2 separate regions of the Mus musculus genome follow, and region 1 is linked to region 2. A link is a contact called in public promoter capture Hi-C data. All regions are on one chromosome and are shown on one strand. The core of a region is the stretch at or near the end of the contact, and the rest is flanking DNA. Distances in the headings are between cores, read along the strand shown. Region 1 holds the start of Emc2 (ER membrane protein complex subunit 2). Region 2 holds the start of Ebag9 (estrogen receptor-binding fragment-associated gene 9).

Region 1 (6,869 bases), core at 3,048-5,547, 1.1 Mb after region 2:
TAAGCAAAATAAGGGGAAACCTCTGGCTAGAAAGAAAATTTGGGGAGCATCCCTCCCTTGAGTATACTTCTTTTTAAAGCTGTTCCCCAAAGCCAGCATGCTCTTCAAATCCAAGCTCATTTTATTGTATACTTTAAAGGTAAGCTACTAATCACTCTCTGTATGCTATTAACTTCTGTCTTTGTACTAGGGGTAATAGCAATAGGAGAGGTTACAAATGGGCTATCCTGTTTATTTTTCCCTAAGGACTAGGTCTCACTGTGCTAAGACACCTGAACCTCAAGAAATGAGGAAATAGCCTGCTTCCTACTCTTGTTTCTTTTGTACAAAACTCCTTTCTCCATGTATTTCCAACATTCCAATATAAATACTCAAAGACCATTTACAGATTCACTTATATGAATCAGTATATACCTTCTAACAATTATTCATAGTCCCAAAATTTGGATCACCAAATTAGTGATAATGAAATTGCCATGGCTCTTAATGGATGAGGTGGGTACTAAATTTGAAGGCAACATGTAAGTTATTACAATGCATAGAAACTTCAGTAGAAGTGTTCTTCCAGCTATGTATGGCAGTGCACTAGTGAGATGCGAAGTCAATCTAATGTGTTCCAGCACTTGGCAGCAAATGGATGCAGAGAACCCATCAAAAGAACAGTGTGAAAAAAATGAAGTAAACCTAGAAATCGCTATTCAGAAACAAAAACAAGGGGCAGGGGGGAAAGACAATTCACCTGATACAGTGCTTACTGCAGAAGGATAGATAAAGACCTTAGTTCCAATCCCTAGAACCACTGCAAAAACCTGGACATGGAGACACTCTCCCTTAGTTTTAAGAACACAGAGAAGTGGATCCTGGAGACCCACGGGCCAATCAGTCCAGCCAATGAGTGAGTTCAAGATATAGTGGGAAAAACTGTTTTGTAAAATTAGGTAGAAATCAATAGACAAACACCTGGCAGGAACTTACGACATCTACATACATACACACACATACATACAAAAAGATAAAAAAAAATCAAAATCTTACAAAGAGGGAGTTATTTGTAATGGTAAGCATAACAGATATATAAAATATAAACATTTGAACTGGCACAAGGTTTTCCTAGCACCTTAAAGAAAAAGTAAGATACAGAAACCAAACTGTTGATACTTATACAATGCAGTGCCTATACCTCAATCTCAGAGAAAATCACAAAAATGTGGCCGAAAAGTTGAGAGTCAGCAAACCATAATGTCAGCTATGAGACTATGTCTTCTAGATATGAGAGGGAAACTGCATCCATGAACTGTCAAAATTGTGGCTTCTTAAGGTATGAAGTAAAAAGGGAGGAATACAAACAAAATTTTCTACAGTATTTTAAAAACTCATTTCACATCTATTATGCTAGGCTCTGCACAAGGCACCCTATCCAGCCATGCCTAAATATATATTCTCAAGAAACTTGACTACTTTCCTTACAAGTCTAAATTCTAAATATTCTACTTAACAAATGTTTTCAACTGGCTTACGAAATGAACATTTTATTTGTTTATATCATCTATTTGAGACTTAAAAGAGTGTTAAACTTACTAAAGTCTTTTATATGCATTCCTATTACAAAAATTACAGGGTCTGGAGAGATGCTCAGTGGTTAAGAGCTCTTGTTGGGTAAGAGTCCATGTTTTGCAACCATAAGATCCTGAGTTGAATCCCTTGCAAAACATAAAGAGCCCTGCTTGGCTCTAACCCCAGCACTAGGAAAGAGGTCAGGGGAGGAGATATTGCTCACTGGCGTTTGCAGTCTTCTAGCCTGGCTTCAGGTTTAGTGATAAACCCCGCCTCAAATAAAGAGTGTACAGCAAGATATATAACTCCCTCTCCTGGCATCTTTGTGCCTATGCACACCCACACTCTCATGTATGACATGTAACAAACACCACACAAAGAGACATATATATGCACACACACAGACACCCCACACATACACACTCTATTGTGTTCTTTGGATCCATTTCTGATGCTAATGGAGGTCCTAAGGATACAGCTGACTCTGTCCTCCATATCCAAACAAAACTCCATCTGAGTGTCATCTCATCAACCATCCATATTCTCATAAAACAGGTTTTCAGGAAAATTAAGCCTTCATTTTACAAAATAAGGAAACTGTGTTCTAGTCACTGGGGTGCCCAGGTTCACATAAGATAGTGGCCAGAAAGCTAGAAAAAGCATGGACAACTTATTAGTGTTGGTTGTAAACACTTTGAATAATTCAGTCAATTAGTAAATAGTTTCTTCGCTGTGCCAAGCACTAGTTACATAAAAGTGAGCAAAGTAGGCCTAGTTTCTTTCATTCTAACAGAGAAAAAAATTTGAGGTAAAACAAGCAAGCAAGTGCTTCAATAGAAAGAAAGCACATAGTCCAGGAGGTTTTGTTCCATTCAGTTGCTTGAGATTTTCATTTTCGTGTTTTTTCCTCTTTACTTCTCTTGTAAATATGGTGGCAGGGGTGAGAAGATGCGTGCTTAAGGGTACTGCAACCTGTAACTTTTGAGCACGATTCTGAGAGACTAACATTTAAGAGTGAGGCTATGAGGGGAGAACTCTGTTGATGGAAAGAATCACTTGTGCCAACCACGAAGACAAGTATATGCCAATTTAGGCAATCTAGGAAAGACAAGCTGAGCCAGCTCAGAGTTGGGACAGGCAGTGGCTCCAGCTAGATGCCATCTAGAGCCAGATCATTCAGCAGAATGACATAATAATCCCAGCACTTGGGAGGCAGAGGCAGGTGGATTTCTGAGTTCAAGGCCAGCCTGGACTACAGAGTGGCAGCCAGGGCTATACAGAGAAACTCTGTCTCGAAAAACAAAAACCAAACAAACAAAAAAAACTATCAACCAACAACAAAATCTTTTCTCTCAGGTTAGAAGCTAACTGACCACTTTAAAAATAATTTCTTCTTTCATTGCTCAACAAATTACACAGCAGTCACTATTCCAAATCTAGTTATATCGCTATACCTTAGAATGCCCACAGGACAGCATGAAGCTACGCAGAATCATTTTGCTTGCCAACAGTAACATAATCTTTGTCCTTGATTTGTACACATTAACAGATTTTAAAAGCTATCCTTCACATACCTTAAAAATATCACTTTTCAACAATCTTAAGGTATTTATAACATGTTTAAAAGCATTGAAAGGAACACCTACTAACCTATCTACTTTACAGTGGAAGGGTATGTGTTGACATGAACCTTTTAAAAATGAATTGACAGGTCTGTTGTTCCATTAAACTGTAAACTCTTTGAACATTTGTCTTATATGACATAAAGAACTAGGACTTACATTTTTTATTCAATATAAAATCTTTTCCTTCTTATACTATTTGAGATTTATTTGCATTCAAACAATTCATGTAAATTTCACTCTACATGTTAAAGATCCCACAAAAGTATTCAATGGGCAAACTAGCTACTGAAGTACACTGTACTGTGCCAACTGCTGGGAATATGGACAGAAATCTCATGCTTTTAAAAACACCCATTTATTTTCTTAAGCATGACTCCCACCAACGTTTTTTGAAAGAGATAACAGCTCATACAGAACTGATCCAAGATTTAAATATTTTATTTAAAGATTCTCCACTCTTGGTCAATCAGACAGGATAAGACTATCACATGTGAACACATACCTCCAATTTAACCAGTTACAATCTCCTTCAGAAAATGAATTAGTTGGCAGAAAGTAAGTAGGAAGCTACATTGTGTGTGCTTTAAATAGGACTGGCCAAGGAAGTTAAAAGGGGAGACTTTCTAAACCCATGGAAAGTGCATGTTGAAGAAACAGATCCCATTGGACTATCTCTTCGCTTCAACACATTGATCCCGCCTCCTCGCCTCCCAGAAACCACATGCTGTGTGACAGCCGCAGCTCCGCGTCCCTCCTGCCTCCTAAACAGTAGATGACAAAACCGGTGCGCAGAGAGGCAGGTGGATCGGTGTACGGGCCAGCAATCGCGACACTGGTACGCCGCAGATTGTGGCCGGGCCCAGGAAGGAACCAGCCCCAGTGTCCACTCGGTTCGGGCAGTTCAGGGAGAGCTGCCCGACGGAGGACACAACCGGGTACGAATCTCTCCGGGGATTCTGGGTAATTCTAAACCATTTCCCAGGGCTTTGGGTCTTCCTGCACCCTCCCCGCCCAAAATTACCTTCCCAAGTCACATCGTAACGCTCAGTGACCTTCGCCATCTTCCTAGAACCCGGAGTCGGCGAGGAGAGAGGGCGGGGAGACGCAGCACTTCACCCGCGACCGGGAAGTGGCAAATGACGAAGCCAGTTTTTATTGGTCGATAGCGGGGAGTGGGCGGAATCTTCCTCTCATTTGTAAACCACTCAAGAGGAGAGAGGGCGGAGCCAGAGAGGTCTGAGTGGCCAGACTAGTGGGAAGAAGCCGGAGAGGCGGGGCCGGAGGGCGGGGCGAGGCGGGGCGGGGCCAGCGGGGAGCTGAGGGAGCTGCTGAGGAAGGAGTCTGTGACAGACAGCTGAGGCTGAGGTACTTGGGCTGAGGTAACTTTCTACTTTTACTGCAACTTTAGATAACTATCTACTTTTCCTGCGATTTTATCAAATGTAATGTCTTTAGTGTCTGCCGCTCCAGGTTTTTTTATTTTCCTTTAGCTAGACTCATTCAATTCTTTCACAGTCCTCAATGATACCTCAGCCTTAATGAAGTATCATTGACAAAAGAATATATATATATATATGTATATATATATGTATATATATATATATATACATATATATATATATATATGGTGTATAGGGTAATGATTTGAGATTATTACTACAATTAATTAACTTATCTATCTCTTCTAATAGTTACCATGTTGGAAGGTAATAGCTTTTACCAAAATATCAAATATATGATGTGATACTATTGTTGACTAAAATCTCCATATAAACAAAAAAGTTTCTCCTCAGACTAAGCAGACTTAAAAAAATATTTCATTCAAAACAATATTAAATGCTTCAGTCAAATTCATACCAATGCTCTGATAAAACGGAGCAGTGTAAATATTATCCCATACTGTTTCTTTCTCTTTTTTGCTTTTCCTCCATCCTTCTCTATTTATCTATATCTATCTATCTCTATGTCTACCTCTATCTCTCCTTTTCCTCTTTCTCTTTTCTTATACCCATTCCTCTTACTTTTCCATTTCTGAAAGCTCAAATGCAGACCTACTTTAAACTTACCTCTTCATTTTAGTCTATCATTAACCAAATGTCCCACACGCCCCCCCCCATTTTTGCTTTTACTCAATTATTTAAAATCCTATGTGGGCCAATCTCCTCTACTTCCAGTATAACAGCCCAATACTTATTGCTAGTCACACTGCAGTTGTGACCCTTTTGCCTCCCTTCCACCCATACTATCAGTATACACAGTGCCATTGACTCACCACTTCAAGAACTAATATTTAAAAAGCATCCATTTTATACTCATTTTGTATTCAGTTATTATCTACTGTTATGAAAAATGGGTTAGTTACTGAATAGTTGCAAACAGGAAATATTCAAACTCAACCCTCAGCAGCAGTCAAAAGATAGAGCCTGGTACCTGGAACACCAATCTAACATAGCACTGCACCACAGCTGACCTCCAGTCTTAAGCAACAATTTGACCCCCTAATAGTCATATCCCAGGAGATAAACCTAAGAAGCATGAAAATTTAAGACAACTTGATACCGCCAAAAATTACCAACCTCATTCAAATGGCCTCCAGCAAAAATGATTAACATAGAAGTTCATATACAGAATTTTAAAAATCATTTTAAATATGGCACAACAACTCACAATGGACTCAAGAATTATCACAGAGAATACAGACAGCAAAATGAAATAAGGAAGTTCATGTATGTTGTTGAAATAATTTAATAAGGAGATAAAATACTGGAAAAAATAAAACCAGAATGATAATGGAAGTAAAAAAAAAAATAGGTCGGACTCCAAAAAAACAAATAACCCCATTAAAAAATGGGGCTCAGAGCTAAACAAAGAATTCTTACCTGAGGAATACCGAATGGCTGAGAAGCACCTGAAAAAAATGTTCAGCATCCTTAGTCATCAGGGAAAAGCAAATCAAAACAACCCTGAGATTCCACCTCACACCAGTCAGAATGGCTAAGATCAAAAATTCAAGTGACAGCAGATGCTGGCAAGAATGTGAAGAAAGAGGAACATTCCTCCATTGTTGGTGGGATTGCAAGCTTGTACAACCACTCTGGAAATCAGTCTGGCGGTTCCTCAGAAAATTGGACATAGTACTACTGGAGGATCCCGCAATACCTCTCCTGGGCATATATCCAAAGGATGTTCCAACTGATAAGAAGGACACATGCTCCACTGTGTTCATAGCAGCCTTATTTATAATAGCCAGAAGCTGGAAAGAACCCAGATATCCCTCAACAGAGGAATGGATACAGAAAATGTGGTACATTTACACAATGGAGTACTACTCAGCTATTAAAAAGAATGAATTTATGAAATTCCTAGGCAAATGGATGGACCTGGAGGGCATCATCCTGAGTGAGGTAACCTAATCACAAAAGAACTCAAATGATATGCACTCACTGATAAATGGATATTAGCCCAGAAACTTAGAATACCCAAGATACAAGATACAATCTGCAAAACACATGAAATTCAAGAACGAAGACCAAAGCGTGGACACTTTGCCCCTTCTTAGAATTGGGAACAAAATGCCCATGGAAGGAGTTACAGAGACAAAGTTTGGAGCTGAGATGAAAGGATGGACCATCTAGAGACTGCCATATCCGGGGATTTATCCCATAATCAGCCACCAAACACTGACACCAT
Region 2 (5,885 bases), core at 811-3,310:
TAATGAGTGAATCCTAAAATTCACTGACCATCTATTATGAATCAAGCACTATCTAAACAGTAGCTAACTGCATCCACAGATATTAATGCCGTCCATTCACGTAACAGCAGCGGTGTAAGCACAAGTTCTCAAGCTCCTACAACTGCTTGCATTCAAACCTACATCCATTTCATCTGAGAGCTATGAAAACCTAGTCAGGAACATTCTTGGGAATCAAGGAAGATTTAAGTTCTAAGCAGTTTCACTAAATGTGGGAAATGTAAGCAAACTACCAAAGCAGCACTTTGTCAATGACAGGGATTTGTAGACACGTGTAATTCAGGACTTGTGCATATGGCATATGCTACAGCGCAGTAGAAGGAACATAGATTAGCACCACCTATGTAACACATGTGCACTGACACCAGGAAACACTTCCTGCACTGGGGCACCCACTGCTACTCAACCACTATCTGGAGTTTCTTTCTACATTTGCTTTTATTCAAAGGAAAAAGAGCCTAGAAGGGCAGGACCCCACCAGTGTGGTTTAGTTTGTTATCTCTACATCTTAGCCAATGACAGCATTTAGGTGGTCCAATATTTCTTGAATTAAAAATTAAAAACTTAACATTCCTTGGGCCCTTAACATGTTCAGAATTTAGTTCAATAGTTTCACCATTCCTATATAATGGATAAGGCCTATAAATGGTCTGAGTAATTTAAACAGGTTAAATCAGCAGTGGCTGGAGGAGGGGAATCCTAAGGCCCTGATTCTGTTTCAAACGATTTCAATTTTATACATATCACTACAGTCTGATTTCTAAAACACCTATAGATTCTCAATTAGGAAAACACTTACTTGGAGCTACTTTGCAATTTGGGTGTTTTAAAATGCTTTCTAGAACTGGACAATATTGAAATAACCTACCAAAATACTCAAATTTTAAAAACGAAAATGACTAAGAAAATGCAGAAACTTTATGCCAGAGAAATAATTTTGAAGAAATGGCATTTCCAATTAAACAATAGGAAGAAGAGCTCTGTTGTGACAACTAAGAAAGATTTCCCTATAAGGGAGGAAGGCATAAAGAAAAAGAATCCTGCATGACGTGGTCAATCTGTCCTTGTGCTCAATTTCTTCAGATCCTGGAGTATACATCAATTAAACTATAATTCATTAAGCCAAGCCAGGTGATACTCATTAAACGAGTCATCAAATGCTGTCCTAATCCTGCATTTCTAAGTCTATACAATTACTTGAAAGTCCCACGACCTACGAAAGCACAGAATATACTCAAATTAGGTCTGTGACTCGCTAAAGTTAAATATCATAAAGCTCCCAAATAAAAATCTACCTGAACTCAAACATGACAAGGAAGGGTCAACACCGGAGGCATGTAAGCAAAAGCAGAAGTGCAGTTTTGGAAAGCTGGTGGTAAAAACCGAACATTCTGTACCATCAGGCCTTCGAATTTGACACCCCGGGGACTGTTAGTTAACCAAGGTGGGTTAAGATCTTCTGAATGACTCAACGGTGAGTCTCATAACTAAAATAATTTTCACTTTCAGATTACCCACCTAGAACTTGCTGGCGGAAAAAAAAAAAATCATACCCACTGCACAGATGAGCAAAACAACACACACGCGAGCTTTCTGGTTACGCAATCCCACGCCCGGTGGCGGGCGGCATGTGAGGCGTTCTAAACTGCTGAAGGTGGGAGCCGGGTGGGATGGGGTTTGGATGTTGGGCAGATCGGCCCCGAGAGGTGCGAGGCCCGTAGAGGAGGGCAGGAAGGCGGCACATTGCCCTTGGGAAAGACTGAACGTGGGGTTTTTCCGGGTCGGCAGCTCCCAGGCGGGACGCCCGTGCGGGACCGCAGCATAGCGAGGGGACAGGGACGAGCCGGTTCCAAGCCACGCTCGGCTCTCCCCACAGGTCACCCTGACCCGGAAACAGTACCCCAGAGTGGTGGCTCGGCGAGTGGGAGGTCGAGGTAGAGGGCCGAAGAGAAAGGCGGGAGGGCAGGAAGTACGGGGCGACCCAGAGGGTGACCGGGAAGCGCGGCCACCAGCCGCAGGCCGGACCGGGTCAGGAGGCGGGTGGGTAGAGAAAAAGCCCCTCGCGGGCGCGCGCAGGCCGCACACACTCACCTGCCCCTCCCCCTCCCCGCCCGCCCGGCGGAGGCTCCGAGCTGCCGCGGGCCACGCGCGCTCACGAGGCGCGCGCGCGCACAGCCGCTGTCTGCCTCGAGCTCGCGCTCCGCCAGCTCAGTCCCAGCTCCGCTCATTCAAAGCCGGGCGCGCGCTCCGTCGCAGCCGCCGTGGCCGCCGCGCAGCCGCCATGGCCGCCCCTTCTCCAAAAACCCGCCCGGACCCCGCCCTAGCTCCGCCCTGGCCCCGCCCGTTTCCCCGCCCAGACCCTGTCTCCAGGCTCTGGCTTCCGCACTCTGCCTCTCGTACTTCTGGCCCAATAGAGGATAGATACGTCATTGACGTGCAAGTCGCAAGCCAATGAGTGCATAGGGGCGTGGTTAGTCGGGACAGTGCAACTGCTTTGGCCTTTTGTTAATAGTAGTGTGTTGGGTTTTTTTTTGTCCTGGAGCAACTGGGCTCCTGCCAAGTTGTTTTCCTTTCCTCCTTTGTAGATTAGTGTCTCGCCTGTGACCAAGTCTCCTGTTCCATCCTTAAACCTGTCTGCTAGATGGGGCCAAGGCGAAACTGCATCTAGATTGTGAAACATTGGCGAAGCCTCTCTGTCTCAAAATGATTTGGGTGTGACTAGGACAGACCCCAATTACTGCTGGACCTGAGACGTTTACACGTCTCTTTCAGAATTTATCTGGCTCTGTTTAAATCTTAGTCCAGTTTTTAACTGAAAGTAAGGCGGGTGATTCTTCTAGGTCCCTCCTTATATCCTGCATCAGGGGCTAGCCTTTTTACCCAGCTCTTGTCTTTTTGGGGTTCTCTCTTGCAATCGGATATTTTTCTGCTGTTTGATTGACTTTTGGTTTTTATTTTTTATTGTACATGTTACTTTGTTCCATAAAAATGCTTTCATTTAAGGAAACATTGTAACTTGAACAGATACAACCTCCTACCCCCTTTTTTTCCTCCCACCGCTGATAGATCCTTGTTCTTCTAGACAGTTTCACTTCTACGTTTATACATACATATGTATGTATGTATGTACACAAGCATATTCTTTTCATGTTTTCTTTTCTTTTTCTATCTTGTGTGCTTGTAAAAATCCGAGTTTATTGTTCTGTTGGACTAAGAATTCTTAAGAAGCTACTATTAGGAAGTGGCTGGCAAGGGAGTGTGTGTGTGTGTGTGTGTGTGTACATATATTTGTGTTTATGATATATCGAAAAGTTGAAAGCAGTTTTTTCAAATTCTTCCTCAACTAGCCTTTCCTTCCTATTCCTTTTTAAAGATTCAGCTGCCTTTGTTCTCTCACCATGATTCGTCTATCCATGTAACCTGAAATATTCTACCCCCCACCCTCTTCACTGCAATCTGCTCCATATTTTTATTACTATTTATTGTGCTTTATTTTCTTTGAGAAAGGTTCTTGCAATCCTGAAACTTAAGCCCCTCCTGCCTCAGCTTCTACAGCATTCTGAGATTACTGGTGTGTACCACTAATCCAAGACAGCAGTTTAGTATGCTTACCCTAACAATGAGGAAAAAGTAAATTTAGGATTCTTTCTCTGGTTCTAGGTAAACATGAATTAATTTAATCTGGTCTCCTCTTAAGTGCATTTAATACTTGCAATGCTTTCAGTGCAGTCAGGCACATATCAAGCAATCATAGATAATAGCCACTCAACTATCATAAAGCTGCAACATTTTTAGTAACTACACAGCCACACATCAAATAAATAAATGAATAAATAAATCACCTGAGGTCCCTGAAACAGGTATTCTATCTATAATCCAATCTAGTATTATCCAAATTCCAATAATCTATAATTTCTGCCATTTTTTGATTTCCCGAAATCCTAATAGGAGCATGTTTTTTTAATGTGATGACTTACATCTTCGTTTTAAATTACTTATTATGCCCCATGATAATCTTCTTTTTTATGATTTTTTTTTTTTAATAATTCACCATTTCCAAATTGAAAAACCAAAGGAGGCACATGTTTCTACAGAAATCCTGGTGGCTGGGTACTTGTTTCACAACAGAGAACAAAAGGAAAGCAACCATACTGGCTAGTTTTATATCAAAATGTTACAGGCTAGAGTCACCAGAAAAGAAGCCTCAATTTCATTGAGAAAAATGCCCCTATAAGAGAGGGCTGTAGTAAGCTTGTGAGGCATTCTGTTAGTGACTGATGTGGGAAGGCTCACCCACTTGTGGGTGGGGCTACTTCTGGGCTGGTGGTTCTAGCTTCTATAAGGAAGCAGGCTGAGCAAGCCACATGAAGTTTGCCAGTCAGCAGCATTGCTACACGGCCTCTGCATCAGCTCCTGCCTCTAGGTTCCTTCCCTGACTGAGTTCCTCTCCTGACTTCCTTCAGTGATGGACGATGGATATAAAAGTATAAGCCAGATAAACCCTCTCCTCCTGAACATGCTTTGGTCATATTTCATCACAGCAATGAGAATCCTAAAATGACAACAAAATTGCATATTGCAATCCAAATTCATTTGTAAAATACCTGCAAGAGAAGACTTTAAATCTTGTTGGTGATCTTACATGCCGACACTTCAGGACCCCTCATTGGAGACAGCTTATTGAAATGTGTAACTTTAAGTCTTGCCCATTACCCAAATCTTGTGTGGGGGCTGAAGGGAATGACCAGATGTAAAGTGGGAAGAACAAAAAGATCTTAAAATTCACAGGCCATTAAAATTACCACTAGAAAACACTCATAGACCATAATCATTACTGCCAGTAAATGACTTTTTCTGGATTGCCTTTCTCCATGGGGTCTAGCTCATTCTGCCTGCTCTGTGCATAAAATGTTTGCATTTTAAACATAAAAACATTTTAAAGTTTCTGATCTGCGTTCTTTTGATTTTACTCAGGCTCCATTGTTTAAGTTCTTCAGCTGTAGTTGAACCTGGTTCACTGACCCTGTTCAAAGGTTGGAAGAGTCCTGTACCCCACACCAATATCTGAATTTTCACCAAAGGGTGCTTTTATTTTTTATTTTATTTTTTTTTTTGTCACATGGATAAAACTTGGACGTTAATAGATTTTTATTAATGAGCGGCTGTTCGTCGTTGAATACAGATTATGAATTCACATTTATTTCCTGATGAAGTGAGACAAAGGCTTGCAGCTCATAACACAGAGTGACAGTCTGAGCAGGCATATTTGAAATCACAGATTTTTTTTTTGATAATTTTAGTAGATTGTCTTATTGGTCTGTCTACTAGAGAATTTTATTTGATTTTAAAATAATAAATGTCAATATTCTGGGAATTTAAACATTTTTGACCACTGATGTACTTATGAGTACACTGTAGCTGTACAGTTGTTTGTGAGCCACCATGTGGTTGCTGGGATTTGAACTCAAGATATATATATGCAGGTTTGTTGGGAAGCTGCTCTTGGAAGGGTGAGTTCATTGCCCTCAAGGAAGAAGAAAGAAGATCAGGGAAGTCCCCATGGAAACAGAGGGAAAAGAGGAAGAGAGAAAACATGTGCACAGAGAGAAGAAAGGGAGTCGGGGAGAGAAAAGGAGAAACCAAAATGTCTGGGTTGTATAGCAAAGAGCCTCTGTAGGAAGAACAGCCCAACTAATGACCTGAAAAGTTCAGAGTTGGGGGCATGGTATGTCATGTAGGGACTGAGGAATGCTGGGAGAACCTGAAGGGCTGTTCTGTTTTGATATGTAAAATATGCCACTTAGCTCTTTGTTCTGGGATCTAAAACCTAACAACTAATGTTTAGG

What was found. Promoter capture Hi-C pulls out the DNA fragments that hold promoters and counts their contacts.
Region 1: a contact with region 2 is called in a promoter capture Hi-C map of pre-B cells. The contact joins the promoter of Emc2 here to the promoter of Ebag9 in region 2. A contact is called at or near these places in 1 of 39 promoter capture datasets (pre-B cells), 3 of 484 Hi-C or Micro-C datasets (CD4 T cells, muscle stem cells and regulatory T cells) and 1 of 115 datasets of contacts at active chromatin or transcription factors (extraembryonic endoderm stem cells).

Annotation. Positions count from the first base shown.
Region 1 is chr15:43,474,657-43,481,525 of GRCm38.p6, reverse strand. It overlaps Emc2 (ER membrane protein complex subunit 2), which reads right to left and starts at 4,297. Exons shown (of 11, transcript NM_025736.2): 1 at 4,201-4,297. The coding sequence starts at 4,240. Gm10373 (predicted gene 10373) reads left to right here and starts at 4,490. Exons shown (of 3, transcript NR_046064.1): 1 at 4,490-4,558.
Region 2 is chr15:44,615,615-44,621,499 of GRCm38.p6, reverse strand. It overlaps Ebag9 (estrogen receptor-binding fragment-associated gene 9), which reads right to left and starts at 2,060. Exons shown (of 7, transcript NM_001357691.1): 1 at 1,593-2,060.